2 separate regions of the Triticum aestivum genome follow, and region 1 is linked to region 2. Evidence: chromatin contacts called from public Hi-C data. All regions are on one chromosome and are shown on one strand. Each heading gives the region's core, a stretch centred on a gene start, on an enhancer-like site or on the middle of the called end of the contact. The rest is flanking DNA. Distances are from core to core; before and after follow the strand shown. Region 1 has its middle 150 kb from the start of LOC100499185. Region 2 holds the start of LOC100499185 (NAC transcription factor 4).

The links. A called contact is a pair of places that touch in the nucleus more often than the background predicts.
Region 1: a contact with region 2 is called in a Hi-C map of leaf, with 5 times the contacts expected there. The contact joins the enhancer-like site here to the promoter of LOC100499185 in region 2. A contact is called at or near these places in 4 of 5 Hi-C or Micro-C datasets (leaf, root and an unstated tissue) and 1 of 1 datasets of contacts at active chromatin or transcription factors (leaf).

Annotation. Positions count from the first base shown.
Region 1 is chr3A:586,953,007-586,960,808 of IWGSC CS RefSeq v2.1, reverse strand. No RefSeq gene overlaps it. Among protein-coding and RNA genes, the nearest start is that of LOC100499185, 150 kb to the right of the region's middle. Within about 2 kb of position 6,483, at least 1 of the 8 cell types and tissues checked has an H3K27ac peak or open chromatin away from gene starts, as enhancers often do. A contact at or near this core is called in leaf, where this site is marked.
Region 2 is chr3A:586,796,933-586,804,396 of IWGSC CS RefSeq v2.1, reverse strand. LOC100499185 (NAC transcription factor 4) reads left to right here and starts at 1,485. Exons shown (of 3, transcript XM_044485897.1): 1 at 1,485-1,908; 2 at 2,034-2,320; 3 at 2,431-3,030. The coding sequence starts at 1,674. The coding sequence ends at 2,853. It overlaps LOC123057009 (pentatricopeptide repeat-containing protein At1g31430-like), which reads left to right and starts at 5,993. Exons shown (of 2, transcript XM_044480191.1): 1 at 5,993-6,619. The coding sequence starts at 5,993.

The DNA.
Region 1 (7,802 bases), core at 5,234-7,733, 150 kb before region 2:
CACAGGAGGCTTCCCTCTGTTCCGTGAAGGGAGATACAAAGGCGCCCATAGCGAACGCATGGACTATTTCTCGCATTCGGCGAGCCTGAGAGTTTCTCCCGCTGAAGCGTTTCCACTAATCGGGCCGGCCCACTACCTCCATAGAGAAATAGAAAACAATTGGCAGAAAATGAGCGCGCGAGGCGATTCAATTCTGGGTCATTTCAATACTGCGTATATCTGATAGCCACTGCACCACTTTTAACTTCGTTTCTATATAGGAGACGCACTATAGTTGAGCTAAAAGACCGGAAATTTCTTTTATTTCTCTTTACCTTTTTTTCATTTCTTTCGTTCTTTGCTTGGTTTCCTTATCTTTCTCCGGCTTTCTTTTTTTGTTATTACAATTCGTTTTTTGTTTATCTTTGTTTTTTTCATGGTTTTTTACATTCTACATTCTCTCTCTCTTTTTTTCTCCGGGTTTCTTTTTGTTTTCATTCTTTGTTTCTTTTGGTTTTGCATTCTATATCTTATATACATGATCAACTTTTTTTCAAATACTGGTTCAACATTTTTCAAATACTTATTTAAAAAATCAAATACTCTTTCAACATTTTCGTATACTTGTTCAATATGTTTTAAATACTTGTTTGATATTTTTTAAATAGTTGTTCAAAAATTTAAAATAATTTTTAACATTTTTATATACATGATCAGCATTTTTCAAATAATTATTCAAAATTTATTTCAATACTTGTTCAAGAGTTTTAAATACATGATCAATATTTTTTCAAATACTTGTTCAATATTTTTTTCAAATAGTTGTTCAAAAATTTTAAAATATTTTTTGAAGAGTGTTCTTAATATATATATATATATATATATATATATATATATATATATATAATATTTTAAGTTAGAAACAAAAGTAAAAAAAGAAGGGAAAACGAAAAGAAATACAAAACAGAAAACAGGCTGGTGTTTCCTTGCGCGCGTGGGCTGGCCCAACTGGCGCTTCTATTCAGTGAGGAGTTCGCTCATGTCTCACTTAAAGCGAGACACAGGGGTGCCCGAGCGAACGCGTACCCCAAAGGTCGTACGGATGTTGTATTGGCCGGCCCCGTTCGGGTTTTTTCCCACCTGTTTTGGAAAGGTTCGAAAGCCTCAGATTGCCAGGTAGTGGTGATGGACATTGAGCAGGGTTTCGGAGGAAGTCACAGTGCAATTCTACATGAAATATTGGAGTGCAAAGCTGGATTTCAATCTTGTAAATTTACATTCTAGTGTAGGGGTGGTGAAAAACAACACTCGCCTCCTGGGTCGCACGCGCGTGCGGCTCCGGAGGCTCCCCAAACCCTAGGCCCAGCCCCTCCTCAGATCCCCTCCCCAGGCCGGCGCCGCCGCCGGCGGCCGCGCCCGGCCGACGAAGGCGGCGGGTGCTGGCTGAGCCCCTCGACGGCACCCCTTCGCGCGGAGCGGGACGTCCCCGGGCAGCCATGGTGGTGAGGTGGCCGGCGGCACGATTCGTGGCGACGATCACCGGAGCATGGCGGGGAGCGCGGCAAGGCAGGGCGGTGGAGCCGGCGAGGTGCGCTGCAGGGTGGTGGTCGAGGATGTTGCGCCAGCACTGCTGGCGGCGGCGGCGCATGCTCAGCCATGGGGGCGGCGGCGCCATGGAGGCCCTGCCAGGAAGGGCCCTGGCGGGCAGCGGGCGGGCTGCTGCCTCCATGTGAGGGGCGCTCAGTGCTGCCTCGGGAGAGCTGGCGCGGGGGTGTGCTCGGAGGTGTGGGTCAGATCGGATCTGGTGGCAGTCCCTGGTGTGGGTGAAGGCCGATGCGGTTGATTTGGCCCTTGCACTGCATGGCTGGTTGCGGTTGCTCTTCGACCGTGTTGTTGCTGTTGGTCTTGGTTGCGCTCCCTCGGCAGTGCGGGTGGAGGAGATCCATTGCTGCGCGACTTCGACGACAGATTGCTGCGGCGGCGACGGTGTGAGACATCTTGGATAGTGCTGCCTGAAACCTTGGGTGGAGTGGAGCTGTGCGCCATTACGGATGAAAATCATGTTCGGTTTTGGCCGGACCGGCGGCGATGGCACCTGTGGGTGTCGTTCCCCTCCTTGGAGGCGTCGTCGAATGTGTCGTCATTTGCCTCCCTTGCTTGGTGTTGGCAGTGGTCTCTGGGCGAAAGCCTTGATTCGGTGATGGATCGGTATGATGGCGGAACCAACAAAGAATCCATAAAGAATCCATACTTGGCGAAAGTGTTCCTATGGTCTCTGGGCGAAAGCCTTGTTCCTATGGTGTGCTCCTCCGGTGTTCGCCGCTGCCCTAATCGTTCTTCTCTGGCGCTATGTATGGTCGTCGCTGGTGATTCCGAGACGGTGTTTTCCTCAGGTCGGATCGAGTCCTGCCATCCTCTTGCCACCTCCTTTAGGCATTAAGGGGGGATGGTGCGTCGACGAGAGAAGCTTTTGGGAGTAGTTGTTCTTCGGAGGTGACCGACATCGATCGAGACGCGGCGAGGTTTTTGGTTTTGGGTTGGCTCTTTTGTGTTGTTGTTGTGTTGTCTGTGGATGGCTGTCCTTTGGACTAGCGTGGTGTAGAGTTGTGCTACACTTGTTGTTCGCAACGAGTGGTAGTCGTCTTGTACTTACAATTCTCTTCTTCTAAAAAGCTATGGTACGCAATTTGCGTACTCTCGAAAAAAAACATTCTAGTGTAGGAATTTTCATTTTGAAGTGCACACTTTCACCAAGTTTGCATGTAATCTAGACATAGGACGCCATGTTTGGTTTGGAATCTATACGGTATTACCCTTGTACCTATGAATATTATGCATTAATAAAGTTTGGTGAGAATTCTAAAAAACTATTTTTTATTTTTATTTTCTTCCTTTTTAGTGTTTCTTGTTCTTATGTCTTTATTTTGTTTTCCCTTTCCTGTTGTTTTCTTCTTTCTATCTATTTCTTTTTCATTTTAGCGAACATTTTCCAAGTTTGTAAATATTTTTGAAATAGTGAATATTTTTAAGTCCTGAACTTATTTTGAATTTGGAAACATTTTTTGAATACACGGATATTTTTTGTCAATTAGGTACAGTTTTTGCATCCGCCAACATTTTATGGGTTTTCAAAAAAGAACTAAATCACATATACTTTTTGAATATGAGAACTCTTTTTTCAAAATCAAGAACATTTTTTAACCTGTGAATAATTAATTATTTCCCCAACATCTCTATTTTTTCTTATAAAAACCCGAGTTGGTGATGATGGTGTGGCTGCTATCCTGCAATATGGACCGTGTGATCTATATCTAATGGATAGAAAGCATACTATGGCAATTTTGCAAAAATATACCCTCACCTCTCCACATTTGCATATAAGGTCTTCTCTCGTTCATCCTTATCTTCCACAACCTCATTATTGAGCAATTAAAAGGGAAAGCCTCTCGAATAATTTGACATGGTGCCCGCTGCCGGCGTCGTCCATTCCATGCCTCTGCTCAGTCCAACCACCTATCACCACCACGCCCCACTCCTCATCACCTTATCTCTCATCTTTCTCTTCTCCCCACTCCGCTCAATCTGAGTTGTTGGGACACAGACGACGCTGTCAGTGTCGGAGAGGATCTGCATCAGCGGTGTACGTGCTAAGTTATGTAAACCTGCAAATGTTGTTAGTTTTTACACATGAGATTACTCCTGCATGGGTCAATCACAACAGATTTTTTTTATAAAAAAAGTGCATCTTGGTGCTCCGTGCAATTCACGAGTATCTTGGTAGTTTGTTTTTAAATCTGACAATTCTTTGAATTCATGAACATTTTGCAAAATCACGAATGTTTTTTCAATACACAAACATTTTATCAATCCGTTCACATTTTTTGATTTCTGAAACATCTGTTCAAAATTATGGACATTTTTGAATTCATGAATATTTATCAAATTTTACGATCATTATTTTAATACGTGACTTTTTCAAAAACTCGATCATGTTTTTGAATCCGTGAGCATTTTATATTTTCTATTAAAAATGCAAATAGTGAACATATTTTAAAATCATGAACTCTTTTTGGATGTTTGAACAATTTTTTAATTTTGGACCTGTTTTTGAGACCAAAAACAGGTTTTATTGTTTTAGAACTTTTTTGAAATCCAATAAAAATTAGGGGCGCCCCTCCCCGCACCAGGGTCGACCCAAATCGTGCGCGGGAGGAACAAGGGGTGCGCGTTTCATGGCTCTTCGACACGTAGGTAGGGGAATACGATCTGTCATTCCTGGGTAGGTAGAGGCATGGTGATCAATACGCACCTGTAGTGGCCCACTAGTTACAATTGAGCTGGTCCATTTAGCAAGGCTCCTCTTCCGCTTTTCGTAAGGTCCTAGAACCTTCCGAGACCGGTGGTTTTCTGCATTTTTCTTTTGTTTATTCTTTTTGTGTTTTCGTGATTTATTTTTTGAAATCACAAGTAATTTTTGAATTCACAAATATATTTTAAAATTGTGAGCACTTTTTAATTGGTAAACGCTTGGGAACGGCACGCCGGCCGAACCTTCCGCCGGACACGCAGCACGCGTTGGATCCACGCAGATCCCCGGCCCCGCGCACCTCGAGTAGTTGACTAATCTTCTGGGTCCATGACCAACCGTTCCCTTTTTTTCTTCTCTCGCGATCGATTCTCTTCTTCCTCACGTTACATTCTTCTCTCTCCTACGGGGTCGTAGCATCGCCATGGTTGCGCCCTTCACCATGGCCGCATGCGACGGGGGCGAGCACCGGCGGTACTACGACAGGAGGCTTACAAGCTCCAGGCGGACGACGACGAGGGATGGCCATGAGCTGCTATGGGGTCACAAACCAAAGGACACCCCTTGATGTTGCAACCGCCGTTCTGGAAATCTACACCCGATGCGGCAAAAAGCTTCAACCAGGAACGACAGATGCTGGAACCGGCCATTGCGACAACAAAAAGCTACATCCGGCATCATAAAAAGCTTCAATCAACATTGTAAAAAGCTTCAACTAGTGAACGACGATGCTAGGGCTGGCTGCTGCCAACAGGAAAAAGCTTCGACGAGGTGTCACAAAAGCTTCCACCGGCATTACAAAAAACTTCGACCATTTTTTTGCTACATCATTCACGAAGATGATGCAACCTCGACGATGAGGGGCAATGTTTTTTTTGCTGCAAACCATGCAGTTTTTTGCTACCATCGGCGACATGATTTGCTACCACCATACGCAGCGGCGGGCCGACGACAATATTATTTTTGCTACAACGACATTGTTTTTGCTGCGAACGGCAACCACAAAAGCTACAATCGGCTAACCTTTTTGCTACAATGGCGATGACAGGCGGCACCAGTGGGCTTCAATTTGTTTGGAAGCAATTCCATATTTTGCTACAACCGACCGTTTGTTTTGCTGCTACCGGCAACCGAGGGAGAGTACAATTTTTTTTGCGAGCTCGTTGCCGGAGGTGCTGCAACCGGCGCACGCAGAGTTGTGCCAGGCGCCGTAGGAGGTGCTGCAACCGGCGCACACAGAGTTGTGCCAGGCGCCACCGGAGTTGCGACCGTTGTCACGGGGAGTTGCGACCGTTGTCGCGGGGAGCTGCAACCATGGGCACAAGTTGTTGCACGCACGGAGCCGGCTAGAAACACAGGAGACGACGGCGGCGGCGAGGAGGGCATCTGGTAGCACAGGGCGACGGAGCGAGGAGATCTAGGTGAGGGGGTGGCGGAGGAAGAAGGTCTATACGAGAGGGGCCATCACGGGAAGAGATCGAAGAAGATGCAGATCGAACGGCTAAGGCGCGCTGCATCAGGCGGCTGGCGTGCGACCGGCCGAACGGTTGGGCCGGCGCACCGGCGCGCAGCACTGCCCTTTTTAATTTGAGAATATTTCTCTGAAATTTGGAAACATTTTACACATTCATGACATTTTCTTAAATAGTGAGTACTTTTTGAAATACAGGAACAATTTTCAAAATCATGAACTTTTTTTAATCCAGGAACATTTTTTAATTCAGAACATTCTTTCAAATTCGAAATATTTGTAAATTGGGGGAAACATGAAATTCATGAACTTTGTTTTTTTACATTCGGGGAAAATGTCAATTTCGTGAACAATTTTTGGAAATTAAGAACATTTTTTAAATCCAAGAACAGTTTTTGAAGTCCGCTCTACGACAACATGAATGCGGGCAGCTGATGCAAGGCGGGAACGCGCGCGGACGCGGAGGGAGGGATTTGGATGGGCCAGGGCGATCAGAAGCGGACATGGAATCGTTTTAGACTCACACACACGTTTTTCTTCAGTTTACGGAAGAACCCGCGTCCGGACCGCTTCATGGATGTCGACGTGGATGGCTTCCGCGGTTCAAACTGTGTGATCCAATCATCCAAACGGTTGCGAAAAGTTGGCGGGCCTGCCTTGAAGATACCCTGAGCAACGCCCCTGTTCTAGGGCTGCACCAGTCAAACTCGAGGTACATAGCCATATAGGATGTTCATGCATGCACCTCGTGCACGGCGGAACAAAATAGGAGCACTCTACTCTACAGCAGCCTCCTCTCCTCCTGTTTGTCGACACGTTGGACAAACTTCTCTGACCAACCAGAGTCACGGAACACTTGTGAAGGATGTGACGTTAATATGGCTGGATCTGGCGCACGTACGGTTAGTAGAACCAGCTACAGTAGTAGAGTAGGTTGGATTTGGTCCGGTCAAGGCCTACATGCAGCCGGGCTTGGCGTCTTCGTGCTCAAGGACGGAAAAGAAACCCACCAGTGGTTGTGTTTCATTGCGTCCGCACTTGCGTCACTCGTGTCCACGCGCACCTTTCCCTTTCCCTTGGATGTACCTCGATCGGGCTGAGCCGCTGCTGACCGTAGCCGCTTGGTGCAAGGGGAACGCCGCCGCGGTGGAAGCAACCCCCTCTCTTTCTCCAGCACCGTAGCCAGCATTAACAGCATCTACAGCCATGTACCCCTAATTCGACCTTTCATATGTCCGCGAACGCGCCCGGTCAATAACCGCCCGTGTCCGTTTTAAGCCCCTAGTTATCTATCCGCGCAGTCACATTTCTCAGTTTCTTTCTCATATGTCCGATCACTTGCACGTGATTAATGTAGATGAAGAGACGGAAAGAAAAGAATAAATAAAGAAAGAGAACAGGTGGTCTAGGGTGGGACCGCATCCTACGTGCCGGGCGCGCCCAGGCGCGTTCGCGAGCCCTCATATTTTCCCTACATTTGAGATGGATATGGGGTTCGCAGACAGTCTGGACGTATAGGGATGATATGAAGGATCAGGTTGGGTCACCTTTTTTCTTCTCTTTACTGTCCAGTTATTGACCGGGCGCATTCGCGGCCATATAAGAAATGATTTGAAGTGTCCGATTATAGATGCTCTAACAATCAAGATGCTATACGTCCCTAAAAAACAACCAGGATTGTCAAATGTGGCTCCTAGTCCACGAACGCCTCGGTGAAGTGCGTGGTTAGTGATTGATCACCCTCATTTATCCTTGCTCAAAGTCATGCTCCTCAAACGTTTGTCTTCCAAATCCATACAATCCATGCAACTACGCAAATAAAAAATGCAACATGGATCAAAACTATATATATATATATATATATATATATATATATATATATATATATATATATATGGGACACCTAGGTGCCTAGGCACCTTGCCTAGAAACCGTTGGATCACACTAAGATGTGTGCACGTGTAATTACTATTAACACTAATTCATAAATGTGTTAGATTTTTATTTGGAAAGAATTATTGCTAATTATTGCTTAATATGGACACT
Region 2 (7,464 bases), core at 236-2,735:
AGGATTGAGCCACGGTCTTCCTAGCCAGCCGCCGCCTTCAAAAAGTTAGGGTTCTCTGCCTCCCGCCGGCGCCGGCGCCGGTCCGCCCCGTCTCCGGTGGCCTTAGGCCATGGAGATGGAGTGGATCTCGGCCTTTGCCGGTGAGAGGGCTCCGTTTTTAGATCTTTTTTTGAGTTTTATTAGGGTTTGCGTCCTATTCATGAAAGCGAGACGGCTGCGGCTCCCTGAAGATAGAATAAAGGTCTCCCCGCCTAGCCTCCGTTCCGGTGAGTTGTCTAGCATCATTGATGGGCCTATGGAGGTGTGTCTCCGGCAGATCTATCTTTGGTGGATATATTTGCTCGGATCTGTTCGTCGTTCGTCTTCGTTCGTGTATCTTTAGGGTGGATCCTTTGATCTACACTCTTCATCTGCGGCGGTTTGCTGTTCTGGTGCGTTGGTTCTATGGGGTCTTAGCATGACGACTTCCCGACTGTCTACTACAACAACGTCTGCCCGGCTCCGGCAAGGGAGGGGCGATGACAGCGGCGCGCCTTCAGCTCGCTTCAGTGCTTGTAGTCGTCGCTAGGTGGTCTACGGACCTTGATGTAATTTTTATTATTTCTAGTGTTCGTTGTATTACCATGATTGAAGATAAATAGATTGAAAGTTTTTCCCGCAAAAAAAAAGAAAAAAATGACATATGTACTTCCTTCGTTCATGAATATAAGATGTTGTAACTTTTTTTCTGAATTAAATGTACATAGACATGCTTTAGTGTATGTGTTACTCGTTTCAATATAGTTTAATATAGACATTAATATAGACCGCCTGGATTAATGTCTTAATTTTTAGAAAAAAATTGCATCCACGTTTATTTTCTTCTATACACAGAGAGTAGGACTTGACGTGGTCATGTATCCACGTTTATAGGCCGAAACTAAACAATGGCATCTTTGAAGGGTCACGTAGCATTCTAGCTTAGCGTGATCCCTCAACTTTTAAAAGTTTTCCCCGGAGAAAAATCCAAGGCGCGATGGAAAGAAAACCTTCACGCATGCAGGCATGCCATGCGCATGCGCGGGTCGTAACCTCATGTCCTCATACCTTCCTCCACGTATCACGACATAGTAGTGCATGGCCGCCGCAACTCGCACGTGGTGCAATGCAGCAGATGAGAGGTCGAGAACACGGAGGACCAGCCCGCGCCTGCCGACGCACCTAGACGCGCGGCCATTCGACGGGCCGCCGAGGCTGGTCGCGGGGATATATTTTCCCGCCGGAAAATCCCTCCCGCGCGCTTTTGACCCTTCCGTCCCTTTCAGCGCAGCCGTCGGGAGGGGTCAAACTCTTGTCGCCGCGGGAAACTTCCGCGCAGCAGCGCACGGCCGGCCGTCCTCATCCAAGCCCACGCCACGAGCAGCTCGGGGGCACGCGCGGGCCCGCCGCGGCCCACGTGGCGCGGGCGGGGGCCCGTATATAGCCGCCCCGGGCGCCCCGCCCTACAAACGTACTTGGTCGCCAAGGAAACGAGCCATCGACTAAAGAGAAGGGCTCCAGGTCCCAGGAGGCGGTATCACAACCAGCCGCCTTTCTCTTCCCTTCCAACACCGCGGCACCACCGCGCGAGGGCTGGGCTTTTCTCCAAGGTGGTGGAGCGAGCGAGCGAGCGAGCGAACGCGAGGAGGAGGAGGATGATGACGGCAATGGTGAAGGCTGAGCCGACGGGGGCGGCGGCGGGGGCGGAGGGGAGCAGCGGGCGGAGGGACGCGGAGGCGGAGCTCAACCTGCCGCCGGGCTTCCGGTTCCACCCCACGGACGACGAGCTCGTCGTGCACTACCTCTGCAGGAAGGTGGCCGGCCAGCCGCAGCCCGTGCCCATCATCGCCGAGGTCGATCTCTACAAGTTCAACCCCTGGGATCTGCCCGGTGCGCCTTCTCTTCCTCCTCTCTCCCCTCCCCTCCCCTGTTTTTTCCTCTCCTCCTTCCTCCTTCTTGGCTTCCTCGTTCTTGCTCCTTCAGTGTGTGCTGTGCTGACCTTGGCGTTCGTGCAGAGAGGGCGCTGTTCGGGAGCAGGGAGTGGTACTTCTTCACGCCGCGCGACCGCAAGTACCCCAACGGCTCGCGCCCCAACCGCTCCGCCGGCACCGGCTACTGGAAGGCCACGGGCGCCGACAAGCCGGTGGCGCCCAGGGAGAGCGGCGGCAGGACGGTCGGCATCAAGAAAGCGCTCGTCTTCTACTCCGGCAGGGCGCCCAGGGGCGTCAAGACCGACTGGATCATGCACGAGTACCGCATCGCCGAAGCCGACCGCGCACCCGGCAAGAAGGGATCCCTCAAGGTAACCCCAGCGTCTTCCTTTCAGTTTGCACTTTGCTCACCAACAATACTGATCAATCAATCGATACTGAATACTGATCCTTCTCTCTCTGTGATGTGCGGCTATTACAGCTGGACGAATGGGTGCTGTGCCGGCTGTACAACAAGAAGAACAACTGGGAGAAGCTCAAGGTGGAGCAGGACATGGCTGTGGAGGCCGGGCCGAACGGGGAGGTCATGGACGCGCTGGCGACCGACGCCATGTCCGACAGCTTCCAGACGCACGACTCCTCCGAGATCGACAGCGCCTCCGGCCTGCAGCAGCATGGTTTCATGGACATGGCGCAGCAGCAGGCGAGGATGGTGACGGTGAAGGAGGACAGCGACTGGTTCACCGGCCTGAGTATGGACGACCTGCAGACTTGTTATATGAACATGGGGCAGATGGTGAACCCAACAACGATGCCTGGGCAGAACGGCAGCGGCTACCTGCAGCCGATGAGCTCGCCGCAGATGATGAGGCCGATGTGGCAAACAATCTTGCCACCATTCTGAGATGGAATAAGATATGGTGTAAATTATTGGAAATAGAAGTGATTAGACAAATACTTACTTTGTTGAACTAGAAAGAGGTAGAAATTTCCCAGGCATGATTCTGAAGATGTGGTGGTAAGCTTGTAGCAGTATTTATTCTTTGGTTTCGATCTATAAATTTGGTATTCTGAACAAACATGTGATTTTGTTCTCAAAATAATCTCAAGTCTAAACACCAAACTTATTCTTCTGACCCTTGATCAATCTGAAACAAATCTGAAACACATATTCCCTCCGTCCAGTATTACTTGTCTTGGATGTATCTAGACAGTTTTAGTGTTAGCTGTATCTACAAAAATCTAAGACAGGTAATTTGGGACGGAGGTAATATATGATTATTTCACAGCTGATATTTCATTTTTCACCTCTTCCAATTATTTAAAAAAGAATATTTGGTGTTTATCCGAATTTGGTTACAGTGGGTTCAGATATTAACAGCATAATGGTAACATTCAGTGCATACATGAACAGGCAGACTGCAACTGGTTGTCGACCACGCAGCTATCGGTTAAAGTTGGGACGTGATCATGCACTATGTTAGTCTGCATCACGAGTCATATGAGTTAGCGACACTTGCAGGCTAGCAGCCATAAGATGCCATGAAATTGACAGTGGACACTAGCATGACAAGCATGGCTCAGTTGGCTGTAGCTTGTACAGAGAAAATAAGTTGTTTTCACCATAACTGTATCCATTACCTGTCATCGTCTTATCAACAAAATTTAAAGCAACTTGCATCAACACCATCTTTTGGAGACTGGACTTGCATAACAGAGATCAGGATATATGTAGCGACAACTGACAGAACAAGCTACTTGCTGTTAGCAGGGATATCCTACAGGATATTACAGAAAGGTCTTGAAACATCACATGCGAAGATAAATTTTTGACGCGTACAATATTTATCGTCGGTATGATCGAATCCACTAGCTACTAGGCCTAACTGAAGCCACAGGATAGCAGAGAAAATAACGCCTAACTGATCAGATATAACTGGAATTCTGGTAGACGCTCACCTCAGAATCAACAGATTCATTGATTACAAGCAGGCTGGCGGCAACCCGCCCCAGCTTCGATCCAATGTGCTCTTGTAGCTGGACTATTTAGTGTGCACATGCACTGAATTAATGCTATCAGAAAGGTTGCAATGGCTGGCTGGCAGAAAGAAAACAATATGTTTGTCAAGAAGAAAATTATATGACCTAAACCTTCACACAGCGGCCAATTCTGCAGTGCGATGAGTGGTCACTAAATGGTTATATGTGAATAAATATGCCAGTACACTCTGCAAACAATGGAAGCATGAAAATGGAACTGCTAATATTGAATACAGCTACATATTGAAGTGTGTATTTAGTACTAGTATCAAACCATATGAAATGAGCTCTCACTATTTTGTAAAATCTCTGCACATATTATTATGTGAAAGTATAGGAGTCGGACCAGTATGAATATAGTGGACAGTCATTATATGTTGTGAACCAATCATTGAACATGTACCCAGTACAAACTATGAGCTACAAAAGAAGGGTCATAGCAAAGTGATGCCTATCCAAGTTTCAAAAGGACAAACCCTAGGTTGCACTTTCTAATTCCAATCTACAGCCAAGCAATCTAGTGAGAACGAAAATAACTGGGTAAACATACTCTTTTCAAATACGGTAGGAGCTCTGCGCCTTCTTGTTAGAAGGAACAAAGTTTGATTACAGACTGGAACAAAGGAAACCAAACAGCATACCCTCAGCTGAGGTCATCGCTGACAATAACTCTAACGAAAGCAAGGGCCCTTGCGAGCGTGGCTTCCTTGACCAAACCAACCACAACAAAGTAGATGAAGATCACTTGAAAGTAATCAGACTCATCTTTCTGAATAACCAAATAATCTCTCTCCAGTGTCTAGCAGTTACTCGAAAACAACAGCTGTGTTTCTTTCTATAGATCACTTTCAAGTGCTCTTCATCTTTACCACTCTCTACGAGTTACTTTGAGAGACACAGAACCATGTTTTGAACCGACAGAAGCCGATGCCTTGGCAAGCTCTCTGCCTGAACGCCACGCCTGTATCATTGATTCAGTCTTCTCCTCTGGTGAAAATCCCTTGACTTTCATCTCCTCAAAATACTTTGCAGCCTCCTCTAGCTTCCCATTCAGGAACAATCCATGTATGAACACGATGTATGCACTCCGATCAGGGGTCAGTCCGTTTGCAGGCATTGCGTTCCACAGTTTCTCCACACTGTCGTGCTGCTTCCACCTGCAGAACTTCCGGATCAACATAATATAAGTGTCCATCTCTGGCTTGCAATGTAGTGCCTTCATCTTGTCCAACAGATCAAAGACCTCAGTGGGGCTTGTAGCAACATCGAACAATGCATGGAATGTCCTCACCGATGCCAACAGCCCCCTTCCTACCATCTCATCAAACATCTCCCTTGCCTCCTGGACCTGACGAGCCTTGCAAAGAGGCCGAATGAGGGAGTTGTAAGTGGCCGTGTCTGGTGCAACCCCCTTCTCCTCCATACTCCGGACGAGCGCTCTTGCCTCATCCACGCACCGTCCCTTGGCGAGCGCGTGCACAACTGCATTGTACACCTTCCGGTCAGGCACAATGCCAGCCTCCTTCATGCGGTTAAAGAGCTTCATGACCGAGTCCAAGCTCCCGGCCTTCGAGAAGCACGAGATCATGCTCCCATAAGACACAACGTCCCTCGCGATGCCCCTGAGCTCCATGACGACCCAAAACCTCTTGGCCTCCCGCGTGCTGCAGACCATGTTGCACCAGCCGTTGAGCACGATGTTGAAGCCCTTGGTCTCGAACGGGAACTCCTTCCCGCTCGACAGAAGCAGGTGCTCCGCGTCCTTGACGTTCTTGTACCGGCAGAGGGCGCTGAGGAGGCCATGGAACTGGGTGACCCCGGGCTCAATGCCGAAGCTCGGGAGCGAGCGGAACGCGGCGATCGCGCTAGCAACGTCACGCGCGGCGCAGTAGCGCCGGATTAGGAGGAGCACCGCCCTCGGCGACGCGAGCGACCTGCGGCGCATTTCGTCGAGCAGGGCGCGGGCGTCGTCGAAGCGGTGGTGCCTGGCGAGGATGGCGAGCATGGAGTGGCACGCGTGGCGCCCCGGGGCGTACCCGGGCTGCGGCCGCCCCCGCGAGGCCGCCCACCGGAACGCGGCGTGCGCGGCGGCCCAGCTGTTGCGGAGGCGCGAGAGCGCGGCCACCACGAGCGTCTCGGAAGCCGCGGCGCCGCATTGCTCCAGGAGGGCCCCGGCGCGCGCGGCGTCCAAGTGGGCGCCCTCGGCCGCCGCGACGACGGCGTCCACGCCCCGCGCCACGTCCGGCGGGAGCTGCTGCTGGTCCGGGAAGGAGAACGGGTCGTCGTCATCCTCCCCCTCGCTGCCCTCGCCGCCGCCGGACGGCACCCGCGCGGTGGAGAGGCGCGGGGCGTTGGGCGGGAGGAGAGGCCGTCTCCTCGGCGGTGGGCTGGAGAATCCGGGGCCGGAGAGGCGCGTGATCGCTCCGGCGAGGACCCTGCGCAACATCGAGGAGGAGCGACGAGTGAGGATCGGGCGGCGAGTTGCCTCGTGTCAACTGTCAACAGAGCAACGTGGTCCGCCCGGGAAGCGCAAGCAAAAGCACATTCTTTTTGTCCTGGACGCCGGCGCGGGAGGGAGAAAGCCTAGGACGATTTCGAGTCGAGCCTCCTCCACCTTCTCTCCAGACAAGGTAATGCCTCTCTCTCTCTCTCTCTCTCTCTCTCTCTCTCTCTCTCTCACTCCATTGCACCATGACATATTCTAAGTAGACGAGAGAGGCGTTGGTAGGGCTGGAGAAGACGGAGCCCCCCTCATGGCGCGGTTCCCGGCTGACCTCTTGCGGCAGGGCTGCGCGCCCTCCCACGACGCCGCCGCCGCCCACGTCCGGGGCCTGGTCGCCCTCCTCCTGAGGCACCAGGCGGAGAGGCGCCCGCTCCTCCAGATCCACGCCCAGCTCGTTGCCCGCCAGGTGTTCGATCGCCGTCCCACGCCCTGGCACGCGCTCCTCAAGGCCTACTCCCGCGGCCCTCTCCCCCAGGAGGCCCTGAGCCTCTTCAGGGACGCGCGCCGGCACGCGGCCGACGACACCTACGCCTTCGTGCACGCCCTCGGGGCCTGCGCGGCCCTGGCGTGGCCGCGGGCCGGCGCGCAGCTGCACGGGCTCGCCGTCCGCAAGGGGTTCGAGATCCACGCCTACGTGCATACCGCCCTTGTCAACGCATATGTCGTGTGCGGGTGCCTGGCGGATGCTCGGATTGCGTTCGAGGAGATGCCGGCGAAGAATGCGGTTACTTGGAACGTGGTGATCACCGGGTTTGCTGCGCGGGGCGAGGTTGAGTACGCGAGGCTGCTCTTTGAGCGGATGCCCTGTAGGAATGTTGTCTCGTGGACCGGGATGATTGATGGGTACACACGCTCCTGTCGGTCTGTGGAGGCCGTTGCTCTCTTTCGCCGCATGATGGCTGAAGGCGTTGATCCAAGCGAGATAACTGTTTTAGCGGTTGTACCTGCGGTATCAAATATTGGAAGGATTCT